Linked DNA regions of Mus musculus: regions 2 and 3 are each linked to region 1. Evidence: chromatin contacts called from public HiChIP or PLAC-seq data. All regions are on one chromosome and are shown on one strand. Each heading gives the region's core, a stretch centred on a gene start, on an enhancer-like site or on the middle of the called end of the contact. The rest is flanking DNA. Distances are from core to core; before and after follow the strand shown. Region 1 has its middle 150 kb from the start of Tprg. Region 2 overlaps Trp63 (transformation related protein 63). Region 3 has its middle 200 kb from the start of Gm24928.

What was found. HiChIP or PLAC-seq counts read pairs in DNA pulled down with a chosen protein or histone mark.
Region 2: a CTCF HiChIP or PLAC-seq map of the NIH/3T3 cell line shows a contact between it and region 1, with 6 read pairs. The contact joins two enhancer-like sites. A contact is called at or near these places in 1 of 15 datasets of contacts at CTCF or cohesin (the NIH/3T3 cell line) and 2 of 115 datasets of contacts at active chromatin or transcription factors (kidney and vascular smooth muscle cells).
Region 3: a contact with region 1 is called in a CTCF HiChIP or PLAC-seq map of the NIH/3T3 cell line, with 6 read pairs. The contact joins two enhancer-like sites. A contact is called at or near these places in 1 of 15 datasets of contacts at CTCF or cohesin (the NIH/3T3 cell line) and 1 of 484 Hi-C or Micro-C datasets (nephron progenitors).

What each region holds. Positions count from the first base shown.
Region 1 is chr16:25,438,111-25,442,745 of GRCm38.p6, reverse strand. It overlaps the pseudogene Gm18896. Among named protein-coding and RNA genes, the nearest start is that of Tprg, 150 kb to the right of the region's middle. Within about 2 kb of position 2,560, at least 27 of the 459 cell types and tissues checked have an H3K27ac peak or open chromatin away from gene starts, as enhancers often do. A contact at or near this core is called in the NIH/3T3 cell line, where this site is marked.
Region 2 is chr16:25,859,176-25,863,486 of GRCm38.p6, reverse strand. Trp63 (transformation related protein 63) reads right to left here. Exons shown (of 14, transcript NM_001127259.1): 5 at 1,022-1,208. Among named protein-coding and RNA genes, the nearest start is that of Gm24928, 160 kb to the right of the region's middle. Within about 2 kb of position 2,171, at least 34 of the 459 cell types and tissues checked have an H3K27ac peak or open chromatin away from gene starts, as enhancers often do. A contact at or near this core is called in the NIH/3T3 cell line, where this site is marked.
Region 3 is chr16:25,897,463-25,901,957 of GRCm38.p6, reverse strand. No RefSeq gene overlaps it. Among named protein-coding and RNA genes, the nearest start is that of Gm24928, 200 kb to the right of the region's middle. Within about 2 kb of position 1,492, at least 53 of the 459 cell types and tissues checked have an H3K27ac peak or open chromatin away from gene starts, as enhancers often do. A contact at or near this core is called in the NIH/3T3 cell line, where this site is marked.

The DNA.
Region 1 (4,635 bases), core at 1,311-3,810:
GGTACATTGAAATATTCAAGAGTAGCAGAGCTGAAGTCCTAACCCACTATGATCCTCCTTGAAAACTCATGACGATGCAGTGCTCAGGTCCTTATGATAGGCTCCGGGGCTCTTCCTTGTTACAGTCAAATGGGATTCCTCTGGGCCATACAATCCCATTATCAGAACTATCAGAACTATCTGAAGTCTGAACCCACTATGATCCTTCTCAAAAACTCACGACGATATAGTGCCCAGGTCCCTATGATCGGCCCTGGGGTTGGAAGAGGGTATAATAGCATCAGCAGAAGACCTGGGTTTGAAAGAATGAGGTAGGTACCTATGGTGGATGTGGTAACTATGGAGGTTATAATGACAGGTGTGGTTTTGAGTCTGATATACTTGGAAGAGACTTGAGCCACTCTTTCTGAGGAATATGTGATCATAGATGTGGAGATGGTGAGTCCAGTTTCCAGAGCACCACAGATCACTGTGTACACACGACAAGTTGCCATACAGAGCTACTGAGAGTGATATTTACTATTTTTTTCTCACCTCTTAATTCCATGAGAGTACACATTGAAATAGGACCTGATGGCAGAGTTGCGGGTGAGGCAGACGTTGAGTTTGCTACTCATGAAGATGCTGTGGCAGCTCTTGCAAAAAGATAAAGCAAATCTTCAGCACAGATATGTGGGGCTCTTCTTGAATTCTACTGCAGGGACAGGTGGAGGTAGAGCTCTTTTTGAATTTTACAGAAGGGGCAAGTGGTAGTGATTATGATAGCCAGGTGATGGGGGGTTGGGGGGTAATGGGTTTATCCAACCAGTCTAGTTACAGAGGTCCTGCCAGCCAGCAGCTTAGTGGCGACTATGGAAGTGGTTATGGTAGTCAGAGCAGTATGAGGAGATATGATCAAGTTCTTCAGGAAAATGCAATGACTATCAGTCAAACCTTACTTAGGAAGAGAGGAAACATCAAATAGCATCTACGGGAATAAAAGGCTGCATGTACTGGAACTAGATGGAGTAGGAAGGCTATCCAGCATACCCAGTATAATGATAATTGACAAATTCAATTGCTTCCGATCACTACAGCTCAGCTTCATTCTTTCTTCTTTCTCCTTTTTTTTTTTAAGACAACAAAATTTAACAGTTTTGCATTACAAGCTTGAGATTCGTGCTTACTATAAACTGAAAGTTATAATTGTTTTCAAACTTTAAGCTCAGTAATTTCGATCTCTGAAAATATTCCTCTAGGATATGCTAACAAGTTCAGTGTTGTCATCTCCACTTTCAACTTTCCTCAAGTTACTTCTGTTGGAGGAGTATACTCAAGCTGTAAGCATGCTTCAGTTTAAAGCAGTTTCACTTACACTGGATGTTGTTGCTCTTACACCACAATACACTGAAAACTTGGGGTACATGTTAAAAAAACATGCTTTTCTGTAAAAATCAAATACAGGAGCTGTGTCTTTGATTCAAAGTGACAACATCTGGCTTGTTTGTTAATTCTAGATTTTTGGTTTCATATTCTGTACAGTATGTGAGTGTATACTTTTCAGTTTTGTTTTTGTTTTTGTTTTTTAAATCCAGGACAATTTTGAGTCATGACACCAATACTTTAGGAGTTTGGTCATGCTGTTTGTATGGAATTCTGAGGCTTTGATTTAAACCTTACCTTGTATTGTGAATTTCATTTAGATGTATTCTACTAAGTGAAACTTGACAAATAAATCTTCCTTTTAAAAACTGGAAATGCTTATTTTTGAAAGATAATTCTATTCTTAAAAATATCATGTGAATACATGATCGCCCATTCCATAGTCAAAAGTGAGCGTGTTTGAACCATTGGGAGCTTGACCACAGACATTAATGTCTAGGAATGGCAGGAAGCTTCCATGTGAGCTGTAAGTATTTGCAGCCCATACTCAGGTGCTCTAACACTGTCTTCCTTGGAGCTTGGTGATTTTAGAAAGCACTGGGAATCTTTTCATATTTATACAGGAGCAACATTCCCTAACACCAGTCCACCTGGTTGAATTTAACTGCTGGTTTCAGGAGCACAGCCTAAACACATTGCTCACCAAGCTATGTTTCTATACTGCCTATACCCACAAAACCCAAACTACCTACATAATCTCATTTTACTTTTGCCAAATTCATTTTATCTTTGGGTGTGTTTGATGTTCAAATTATTCTCTCTCATTTTAAAGAAAGACATAGCCCAATCACAGTGGTGAATTATTGAAACTTGAGCTATTTAATTCTATTTAGAGAGTTGTTGGGAGAATAAAAACAAGATAATGCATAGGAAATATTCTAGCTCAGATGCCAGCACATAAGTGCTTGGTAAATGTTAGCTTAATGTCAGATAGTTCCTTACCCGTAGCAAAGCATTTGTCAGCTTTGGTTCATGAAGCACCCTAATGCCTTGGAGGCATTTTTAGAGTTCCTTGAAAGAAACTGTGGTCACAGCACACAAGCTTCAAATTTCTCTGCTGCAACACACAGTGTGGATTGTAAATATGAAATAAGAAACCTAACCCATAGCATTTTTGCAAAGTTGAATGGTTAAGAAAATCGTACTGAAACCATATCTGTGGAATTTGTCATCATAACATAGAAGTGACTCAGCTTTATAGCACCTCCTTTATATGACCTTGGTCAGTTTATCCTGTTCCTCAGCATCCTGCTTCCTTCAACTGAAAAAAGAAAGACATGTTGGTAACATGAATCTTTGGGAGACTGACAGTAAAACGAAATGTGTTCTAAATCTTAGAAACACAGCAAATTTTACACAGGCAAGAAGATGAGAACCACCTTATACCACCACCACCACCACCACCACCACCACCAATAATAATAATAATAATAATAATAGAAAATAAGAAAAAACTAAAGAAAATGAGCAGATGATTCCATGCTCACCTGCCTCCTTCCACAGGCAGGTTTAAACTTAGAGACTCTAAAAGAATCTGGAAACACCATAACTTCAGAACACAAGGGAGCACTTTATGGTCTGGGTAACATAAGAGTGAATACATGTCTAACCAAAAGGCAAAAAGTAAACAGGACAGGATAAACTCTAATTTAATGTCCCTGGGATGGATCTCTATAGCGAGGGAAATGATAGCAAATAAAGTTGATAAAAACAGAAATAAAAGCATATTATATCATTATAATGAATATAAACACACCTAAAAATAAAAAGAGAAAGGGGTGGATGTAGTTAAGATGTAGACAAACTAAGGCATTCTCCCAGAGAGTAAATCAACAAATGACATCTGATATGAATGAATGCATGCATAGAAATCGTATTGTACTTCTGCTTCAGCTATTAATGTAAACAAAAGAACAAGAAAAATAACTTTTCTAATGACATACTGACTTGAAAGCAGATTTGGGTGGAAAAGTTGGGGGTTTTGAACTCAAATTCTTCTTAGCATTTGTTTTTCTTAAATATGGAATGAAATATGGCAAAAACATGCAATTCAAAAATGCTTGTATCTTCTTAAACATTCCCAGAAATGATCAGAGATGCTGCAATCCCTCTTCATTGATAGCATTCAGGGTCTCATTACCCTTCCTTTCTTCACACCTATCCTGCTCACTCTGATGACCTCTAGACATAAGCAGTTTTGTCTATTTAAATTAATTACAACATAATAATTTTAATTTCTAAATCTAAACCTGCCATATTTCATGATTACTAGTCCCTGTATCGGGCAACACAGAATGAAGAACTTTGGATCCTTCTAGTATCCCAAAATGTTCTATTACAATTTATTCTCATATATCTAAATATTTGAAGCGATCATACACATATGAAAAGGAGCATGCTATGTTTGTCTTTCTGGGTCTGGTTTGCCCCCTTCAGATTTATCATTTCAAGGTCTATCCACTTAGGTGCAAACATCGTCACCATTTCCCTTTTTACACCTGAATAATGTCATGTTGTGTAAACACAGCACACTTTCCTTACCCATCCATTCATTGATGAGCATCTAGTTTGTTTCCATTCCCTGCCTATTAGGAATAGAGCAACAATGATCAAGGATCTCTGTACAAGGAGAGAGTCCCTTGGGTATATGCCCAAGAATGCCACTGCTGTATCATATTGTATATCTACTTCTAGCTTTTCCAGAAAATTATCTTCCTAGAGGTAGCACCAGTTTTCAGTTCCTCCAAGGTGAACAAGTGTTCCTTTTTCACTACATCCACGCCATGTTACTTGTTTTATGTTAGTCTGTCTCACTGGTTTAACATAAAATCTCAAGGTAGTTTTAATTCACATTTACCTGATGTGTTTATAAAGATGCTGAATATTTTTTAAAATATGCCTTGATTTTTAACTTGGTTGGTTGGTTCGTTGTTGTTGTTTTCTGGAGGTTTAATTGTATTAGTTCTCTGGATATTGCAGACACTAACCCTCTTTTAGATATATAGCTGACAGAGAATTTTTCCATTCTGAGAGCTATCTTTTAAATCTAATGATATTGTCCCTTGCTATATAGGAATTTGTTACTTCTATGAGGTCCATTTATCAATTGGTAGTCTTAATGACTGAACTACCAGGGCTCTGTTCAGAAAATCCTTTCCTGTACCTGTAAGTTGAAATATATTTCTCACCCTCTTCTCTATCAGCTTCAGGATA
Region 2 (4,311 bases), core at 922-3,421, 420 kb before region 1:
AAACTATTTCATAAAAGTGAAAAGCTAAGAATACCAACATATTCGCTGCAGCGCTGTTTATTTTGATTGAAACAATATCATGTGAAAAATGAAGAAAACCTCCAAAAATATTGTCATTTTGATGAAACATGGGCATTTAGGCAAACGGAGGATAAATTCTGCATGTATGGAATATTCTTTATGGTATATTGTTAAGCACAAAGCAGGACACAAAATGTGGATAAAAATTAATGTGTAAATCTGTCAGAGATGTTTGGTTCCATTTTTATCTTCTAAATCTTTACCCCTTTCGCCCTCCATGAAATTTTCATGTGGTCTCGCCAGTGTCCTAGATTCTGACATCCTCTACTTCCTGACATCTATGCTTTTGGCATTTTCTGGAAACCATTCTAACTTACAACCCATTCTGTACTTCCAACACTCTGAAGATTCCTTTCTGCTTCCAGTGCGCATTGCTTCCCTTTCCTTCATGGAATCCTTATGCAAAACCTACTTCAACCCTTGGAAGCTCTCACCTCTTCTATAACACTGTTGTTGGATTTGGGGCTCAGGAGTCTGGTATAGATGATACATGGATACAGAACTTTTAAAAGGTCCCCAAGGCCTCTCCCAGACACCTGTCTTCCTTTCCACTATCCATTTGCTTTCTTTTTATTTACTCATTGTTTGCCATCTCAAATTTTATTCTTTTTTCTCTCCTTTTGCTTTTCCATTTGTTCATTCCATTGATTCTTTAATGCTCCTTCTTTTGGTCTTCCCGAGCCTCCCATTCCTCTAAACTTGAAAGATCACTCTGGGAAAGGCACCCAAGACAAAGGCTATGACAGACATAACAACCCCAACTCGAGTATAGTTATAAACTCACATCTGGGAAAGGAAATTAATAAGTAATTAAATTACTGTGAAGGCCACAAATTTATTTACCATTATTTTTAGCCTAAAATCAGAACCAGCCTCTTTGCCATCAAAGAGCTTGAGTGAGTGGAGAGGAAAAGAATCCCAGAAAACTCAATGGCCTTACCCTCATTGAACTCACGGCTCAGCTCATGGTTAGGGCATCGTTTCACAACCTCGGTGACATGCTCAGCTTTCTTGTAGACAGGCATGGCACGGATAACAGCGCCCTGTGGGGGTGGGGTCATCACCTTGATCTGGATGGGGCATGTCTTCGCAATCTGGCAGTACAGCTTCTTCAGTTCGGTGGAATACTGCTTAGAGAAGAGAGGGCCCCACAGGAAGGGGGAAAGAACCAATATGAGATAATATTTCAAATCAGAAGGAGAAAAACACAACCACTTTTGAAGGCCCTTCTAGCCATATGCTAAGTTCTGGCTTGTACAAACGTGGCACATGTCAACTTTGTAATAGAAAGCTATATCTATTAATCAAATTGACACTTCTTGCTATGTTAATGGAAGGGAGGAGGGATAGGAAGTTGGGTAGTTGGGTTGATCTGGGGGAAGGTGGGGTAGGGGAAATGTATATGATTAAAACACTGTATGAAGTTCTAGGATAAAATTATCAGTGAACATAATAACACTATGAACAACTTTACCAGGGTACCAGAAATAAACAGGAAACAATGCTTCAAGCTTTCTGGTTAGATGACTATAATTTCCCTTGTCCTTATAAGAGAGTCATAGGAATTAGAGTTCATGAAACTTGTTTTTAAGATGGGCTATCTGGCAATGACTGAGGAGATTCACAGGTAAGCACCGCACCACAAGAGCTGCCCCTAAGTTCTCAACTTACTGTGTGGTTCTGCTGTGAGAGAGACCACACACAGAACCCAGAGAGAAGCATCTGTCTTCTACCTGAAATGGCCAGTGGATTAGGAAGCAGCTACTCATGGTTCTGAAGGGAGGCAGCTGTACAGATATGTCATATACCATGTGAGGAAATTGTTCCTTAATACTTATTTGTCTTCAGGGGTACATTCCCTGGGGATCAGCTGGTTTAGAACTGACAACATCTGGTGAAAAATGCCAAAGATCTAAGAGGAAAAGTTCTATCCTGTGTTGCCTCCTCTGGCTACCTCAGAATCAGAGTGGAAACTTTGTTTTTCTGATTGTCTTTGCATGTTAAACCTTATCACCCTAGCTTCCTGGACCAGTGCCTTGTGGTCGCTTTCCTGCTCACTCCAATGCTGAGGTAAAACCACCCAGGCACTAGAAATCACAGCCAAGAGTGGGCACCTAGTAACACATATCCAAACAAGGGTAAACAGGGACACAGGTTGCGGGCCTAAGCTGGCAGCATCCTCCTCCCAGAGAGAAAGAGACACAAGGACAGAGCCCGAACCACAAAGAGATTCATTTTTTATATGACCCACCCCAAATCTGACTAAAGGACAACACCTACTTTAAAAAAAAAAAATCCCATTTAAATGTGCTGTATTGCTTCGTTTTGAAACAGAATATTTATTTAAATAACACTTGGTTTTCTTCTGAGCATTTCAGCGTATGAAACTTTCAGTTAAAATTTCTTAGTGCTGGGACAGTATTGCGAAATCAGCCCTTCATGCCCACAGGCCAGGGATTAAACACAGTAAAAAGGTTTTTCATAGCTTGAAGTAAAGGAAGTGTGCCAAAAAAAAAAAAAAAAAAAAAATCCAACCACAAGAAGTTTCTTCTTGGGAAAGGCTGAATGGAATGTAGATGGATATTCTTGCTCTTGTGTTCTAAAATGATGACTTTACAGAAATGCTGTGTTAGGGCCTATTAAGAACTCGCGTCCATGCAGAGCACCAAAGAAGTCTGCATATCTATTTGTGTTTTAGTTGCACGAAATACTTTATGTAACCCTTTCGAGTGTTACAGAAAACATTATGAACCTTAGGAAACGTGAAAAAGTAAATAAACCTGTCAGCTAACAACCGAAGGTAACCAAAGTCTCCTCGTAAGCATTGGAGGGCTGTGAGGAAAAACAATGAATGTTCAGAACAGGGCAGGTTCCTGACACTGACAATCCACTGCAGTAATTAATGTACTATAAACCGAGCCGCAAAGACTAAAGTGTCCAAAATAATACTAAAAAGGAGTTCCGGGGCTGGGGTCCACATCAGTTGGTTGCCTGGTCTAACTCCCTAACAACATAGAAACTGAATGTGAAGTCACTGTAGGAAGATCAAGACTTTAACGTCATCCTTGATTACAGAGCAAATTTGAGGCTGGCCTGGGATAGGTGATACAATTGTTTTAAAACAAAACAAACAAACAAACAAACAAACAAACAAAGACATTCCCTCAAAAAAGAAAGAGAAAGAAGGAAATAAGGGAGGGAGGGAGGGAGGGAGGGAGGGAGGGAGGGAGGGAGGGAGGGAGGGCAGGCAGGGAAGGCAAAGTTGCAGCTTTGTCAACCACAGACCCTTATTCATCTTTGGGGGTGCAGGTTGGCAATCTATCTTTTGACTTTCAATAATGAATACTGTTATTAGAAAGTGAATCTCTTCTCAAAACTATGAGGAAGGGATTACTGGTCTCTTATCTGAGTCCCTGGGGCCAGAGGATTCAGTATCCAGAGCTGTTCAGGTATTACAAAGGGAAGAAAGTTCATGAAGTGTTTATCATGAACACCAGCCACAAGGAATAAATCCTGCACTCTATGACCTATGCCAGCATCTCTGCAGAAACCATCGACATCCGTTCGGACCAGGGAGTGACTTCTAAGCCTCTGAATTTGGGTTGAATTTAATCTACAGATGATTGTCCTACAAACTTAGAAAATTAAAACAGATGAAAACCATGTTTCCTTTTTAGAGCTATTTGAATTCAGAACTGCAGATAAGAGATAATGGACCTCTATCATTATCATCATCATCACCACCATCATCATCACCATCATCATTATCATTATCATCTATTTAATAGATAAGAAAATTAAGGCAAAGAAAAGCCTTGCCTGACGACACACAGGTATTGCACAGCTCCACATCATTTTCCTGTAACAATAGTTCATCTTTCTATTCTCTTGTGAAAGGGGGAAAATGGACTTTGACTCGTTTCTAATGTACTGCATCAGGGATCTTCTATGAATGACCTTCAAATGTATACAACTGCCAGTGTCATTGCCCTGGAGCTCAAAAGGGTTATTTTCTGATAACATAGAGGATATTATTCATTGACTGCAGTGCTTGCACAAAGAAAGCAAGTTTTGAAAAAACTCTGGGCTAGGAGGAAGGCTATTTGGGCTTTCTGTCAGTACTGGTGGCCTTATGGCTCTGAGGAAGGCAAGGGTAGCAAAGTCTCTTCTAACATGACTTGCTAAGGACTCGATAAGGAACTTTGCAATCTGGCCTACCCAATTCTCATC
Region 3 (4,495 bases), core at 243-2,742, 460 kb before region 1:
CAATTTACAAGATGCCAATACAATAATTTCAGAACCGATTGTTAATGATAAAAGCTTTATACCAATTATTCTAACCTTATGATATCATAACTACCTGTGGCTGGTTAAAGCCATGTCGGTTCATGTCTGCCTCCATCTTGCCTTCTCTTCTTTCTCTGATGCTGTCTCTGCAGCTATTAGCTCTTCCTCCATTTTCCATGTCCAATCACAGGCCTCCTGCTGCTCTAATGTAATTGTACAGGGAAAGTTCTGTGACAAGGCATGTACTCTCAGATGACATAAACCTAGCCAGCACAAGATCCACTTTTTGTTTTTATCTGTTTTTCCTAGTGATATGCATAGAGATTTCTGTTAAAATTGATACAGAGGCAACTTTTCATTTGTTTTTCACTTTGTTGATGTTGCCTCTTCTGATTCTTGACATACTAGTGTGAAGGGATGTTGCCAAAGGAATTCTTGACAGACAGGCAAAGGCACTCACTCACATATTCACTCACTCACTCACTCACTCACTCACTCACTCACTCAGGGATTTGTTTTCTACAGGTGCAGTCTAGAATGTTGCCCATCATTTATCCAGGTACTATGAACGAACATTCTGTTTTGCATTTAGAAACAGAAGGAAAAAATTGAACCAACTGGCAGAGTCATCAAGAGGTGATACAGATAAGTAAGACTATGAAATCCACAAGTACCTACATAATGTGGGTTCTAGAGTGCTTCCTGGACACAAGTGTCTACGGCTAAAACCAGCATGAAGGTGGAAATGAGCCACAGTAGGCAATCAATCACTTGTACTCCAAAGTCTTCTTTGACAAGTCCCATGGAGACAGAGTAACAAGGGAAGAGCTGTGGCCAAGAAGAGAGGCTTACAGTAAGGACAGGTCAGGAGAGGTTGCGCTAAAATGGAATTGAAGATACAAGTTAGCTGGTTCACCATGAACTGCTTTGCACAGTATCAGAAGAAGCTGAGTCATGTTTTTGACAGGAAATTCAAAGAGAACCAAGACCACATGACACCACGTATGCACAAATCTTTGGCTTAGATCAATGTATGCATCATTTTCTCACACTTACCAGTATGCATCATCCCTGATTTCCTCACCATGAAGACACCCATTCCACTCAACATAAGGAGAGAGATCGGTATTAGGCAAGCACACTGGAAATAATTGGAGGGCAGTCTGGAAGAAAATCATCTTTCAGCCAAGAGACAGAGGAGACCTTTTCCCCAGGGAGGGAAAGAATGCATTACAATCATGGGAGAGACTAGGCATTCACTCTCCTGCCACCCTCACCAAGGGAGGTCAAAGTGTTATAGAGGCTGTGATGATGAGCAAAGACTGTGGTATTGTACTGCAGGACAAGAAGTAATGAGGCGAAGGAGATGAAAGACAGAGAGAAAGGCAGCCAAGCTGCTCTCTGATGAATAGGATATTATCCAAGGGAAGAAGCTAGGCAGTCTTGGAGCAGACAGAGCTTCCACTGATTGCTCACTGCTGACCAAACACTAGACAGCTACTGAACAGTGTGGTACCGTTTGGTGAGCTTTGGTGAGGCCAGGCTTAGGGATAGCTTTTTGTGAGTATGTGACTCTTGAAGGTGTCATGGACCTGAGGGTGTGCATTTATAAGGAGCGGGTGGCATGCAGCTATCTCCAAGGTCAGGTTTGAGACATGGTGATATGCAAATAGTGTCTTTGCCCTGTCTATCAAATCCACCAAAGAGCACTACCAGCTAAGCTGGGAACTACAGGCTTGAGGGGAGAATGAAATATATCATGGGTGTCTTCTGCGGAATAAAAGAAGGGAATCAGGAAAAACTAATGAACTTGAACAGACTTTTACTCACTCTGTGCTGTTTAGAAGTGAGTAAATTGGGCTAACAACTCTTTAAGGGTCTGGAGAAAAATCTAAAAGCAAAAGTAAGGGACATAGGGTTGCCCTTCTCAAAGGTAGTTGAGAATAAATTGTACACAGGCAATCCTTTTTCTGATTTCTCTTATGGATATTTACAAAGTGTTAGCCTTTGTATTAATACACAAAGGGTGTTGGTGCTGGATGACACTGTAATTTCCACAATTCTGAGTTCAAAGTTCCTAAACATTTCCAAAGTGTCTTTGGCAGGAAGCCCCATGAAATGACACGACAGAATTCTCTACTCATTTCGCAGCTGAGGATCTGGCAATAGGTCTTCTGTGGGTTTTTTTTTTCTATTCTTTTAAAACATCTACATTCAGCATTCTAAGTATTAAAAGTGTTTTCACATGCTTTCTATGGGTTTTAATTATTCCTGAGATAGAGTAGTATTATGAAGGCAATAATAAGTTGGAAGGCTGTTAGATCAGCTCATAGGAACTTAGCTGAAACAAAAAAGAGCACAATGATTAACCAATACAACGTAGCACCCAGTGATTAGAAATCACCCCTTGCATTAAATCATCCCAGTTTATCCAAGAGATAAAGCGGTTGTGTTCTCATGTCATAGAGAAAATCTCAGGTGAGTCGTGTGCATATTGCATGCTTCATTTCCTGTTATTTCTGATCTCAGCTCTCTACTTGAAAGTACTTCCTGTTCCCTTTCTCTCTATATCTAACTTTTATTTGGATTACAAAATTCTGGTCTTCTGAGGTCGTAGGTCGAGAATTCTGATAAACCCCATGAAGGGGAAGTTCACCTGCCAGTACTTGCCACCCACTTGGCACAAACACAGACTTGGACTTAGTGTAGGGAGTTACAAATCTCATAAATTTCAAAGACACACCCAACATGACTTTTAAAACACTGCTCTACACTGATGAACTGCACACTTCTGAACTATACCCATGCGACACTCACTTTCTGTGGCAAGTTTCTCTTAAGAAGGAATGAGTTTCCAATGCTTAAAATACATACTGAGCACAGATTCCTCTGTGGGACTCTGATTTGTCTGGTTGGTCACAATAAAAGATGTGGATGAAAAGGACATTTGAAGGGAGACTGAGCACCACATATGTTAGTTTTCGGATGTTCAAATCAAGAGTCTGGCTGCATTCTCCAGGTCTAGCATGTACCAATGTTGTTAATGTGGTCTTTTATTGCATAACCTTACCTTCCTAACAAGAATGCCTGCATACCATCTAGGATTGTTGCGTTATCCTATTAGCTAATACAAGCACATCACATAAAGCTAGATTATAGATTGTATCACCTATATCCTATGAAATTTTAGACAGTTCTAAAAGATGAATTCAAAATTAGGCTCCATAACTTATGGTTCATTTTAAATAAGTGATGTTAAGAGCTCTTATGATTGATTATATTCCGTCTTTAACAATCTCTATTTTTTATATGTCTTAAAATGTAAAGATATAATGATATCATTTCCTCCTTATTTCTCTCTTCAGTCCCTCTCCTCTTGCTCTTTCTCAAATTCATAATGGCTTTTTGTGTCACTGTTACATTTATGATATATTTTATGCACAGACACATAAAAAGATACATACACAAGAGCGTAAACAGATATGTTCAAGCAGCTGAACACATTTAATGTTGCTTAAATCTATATGACTTCAGGACTGACCAATTGGTATTGGATAACCAGTTAAAGGATTCATTTCTGGGGAAGACTAATTTTCTTGCTCTCAGCATTCTTGAGTTGCCTATAGTGCTTCATCCAGTAAGAGTCTCCCCTTCCCAGTTAGCATGTCTTTTGGTGCTGCATGTGTTCAAGTGTCATTCGTTCGGCCATATTGCTGAGGTTCTGCAGCTGACACCATCCCTATCATTTCTAGGAGACACAATCTCACAGCACATTTCCTGGTCCTCTAGCTCTTAACACATTTTAGTAATTTTACCAATGGAATCGAAACACTAAAGGGAAGTAGAAAACAAGCTAGAAAACTTAATTTTTCATTTTCTTGATCTTCTTGCAATGAATTGCCTGTGAGCTGGCATGCAACATGCTTTATGAATAGGAGATTCTCATTCATCTGACTGTTATTGTGACACTTGTGATCAGATGCCTTATATTTGTGTTGTGGGAAATATTACAAAAGAGATTTCACTCTCCTATGCTATTGCCAGCTACTCTCAGGCCCCAGCGACAACCCCACCCCTACCCCATCCCACCCTGATGCATCTATGGCTAGCCCCAAACAGTGACCACCCACCTCATGGTTTCTCTTGTGGATTTTGTTCACATTTTCAGCTATCCACCCCCTGTGGTCAGCCATCCCAAATCCCAGTAACTCAGTAAAACCAAAACTCTAGAGGCTTGTAATTTATAAGTCAGATTTATACCAGTAAATTCTCACCCCACAAAATGCCCACACAATGAATTCAGAGCCAATTGATATTGATATAAATTTCCCACCTAGATAAAACAATTGTCCTGTAATTATCCATCCATTGTGAGATATTCATAGCTACCTGTGGCTAATTAAAGCCAAACAGAAGCTGGATCGTCTTTCTCTTCCTTCATCTTCCTTCCTTCCTTCCTTTCTCTCTCTCTCTC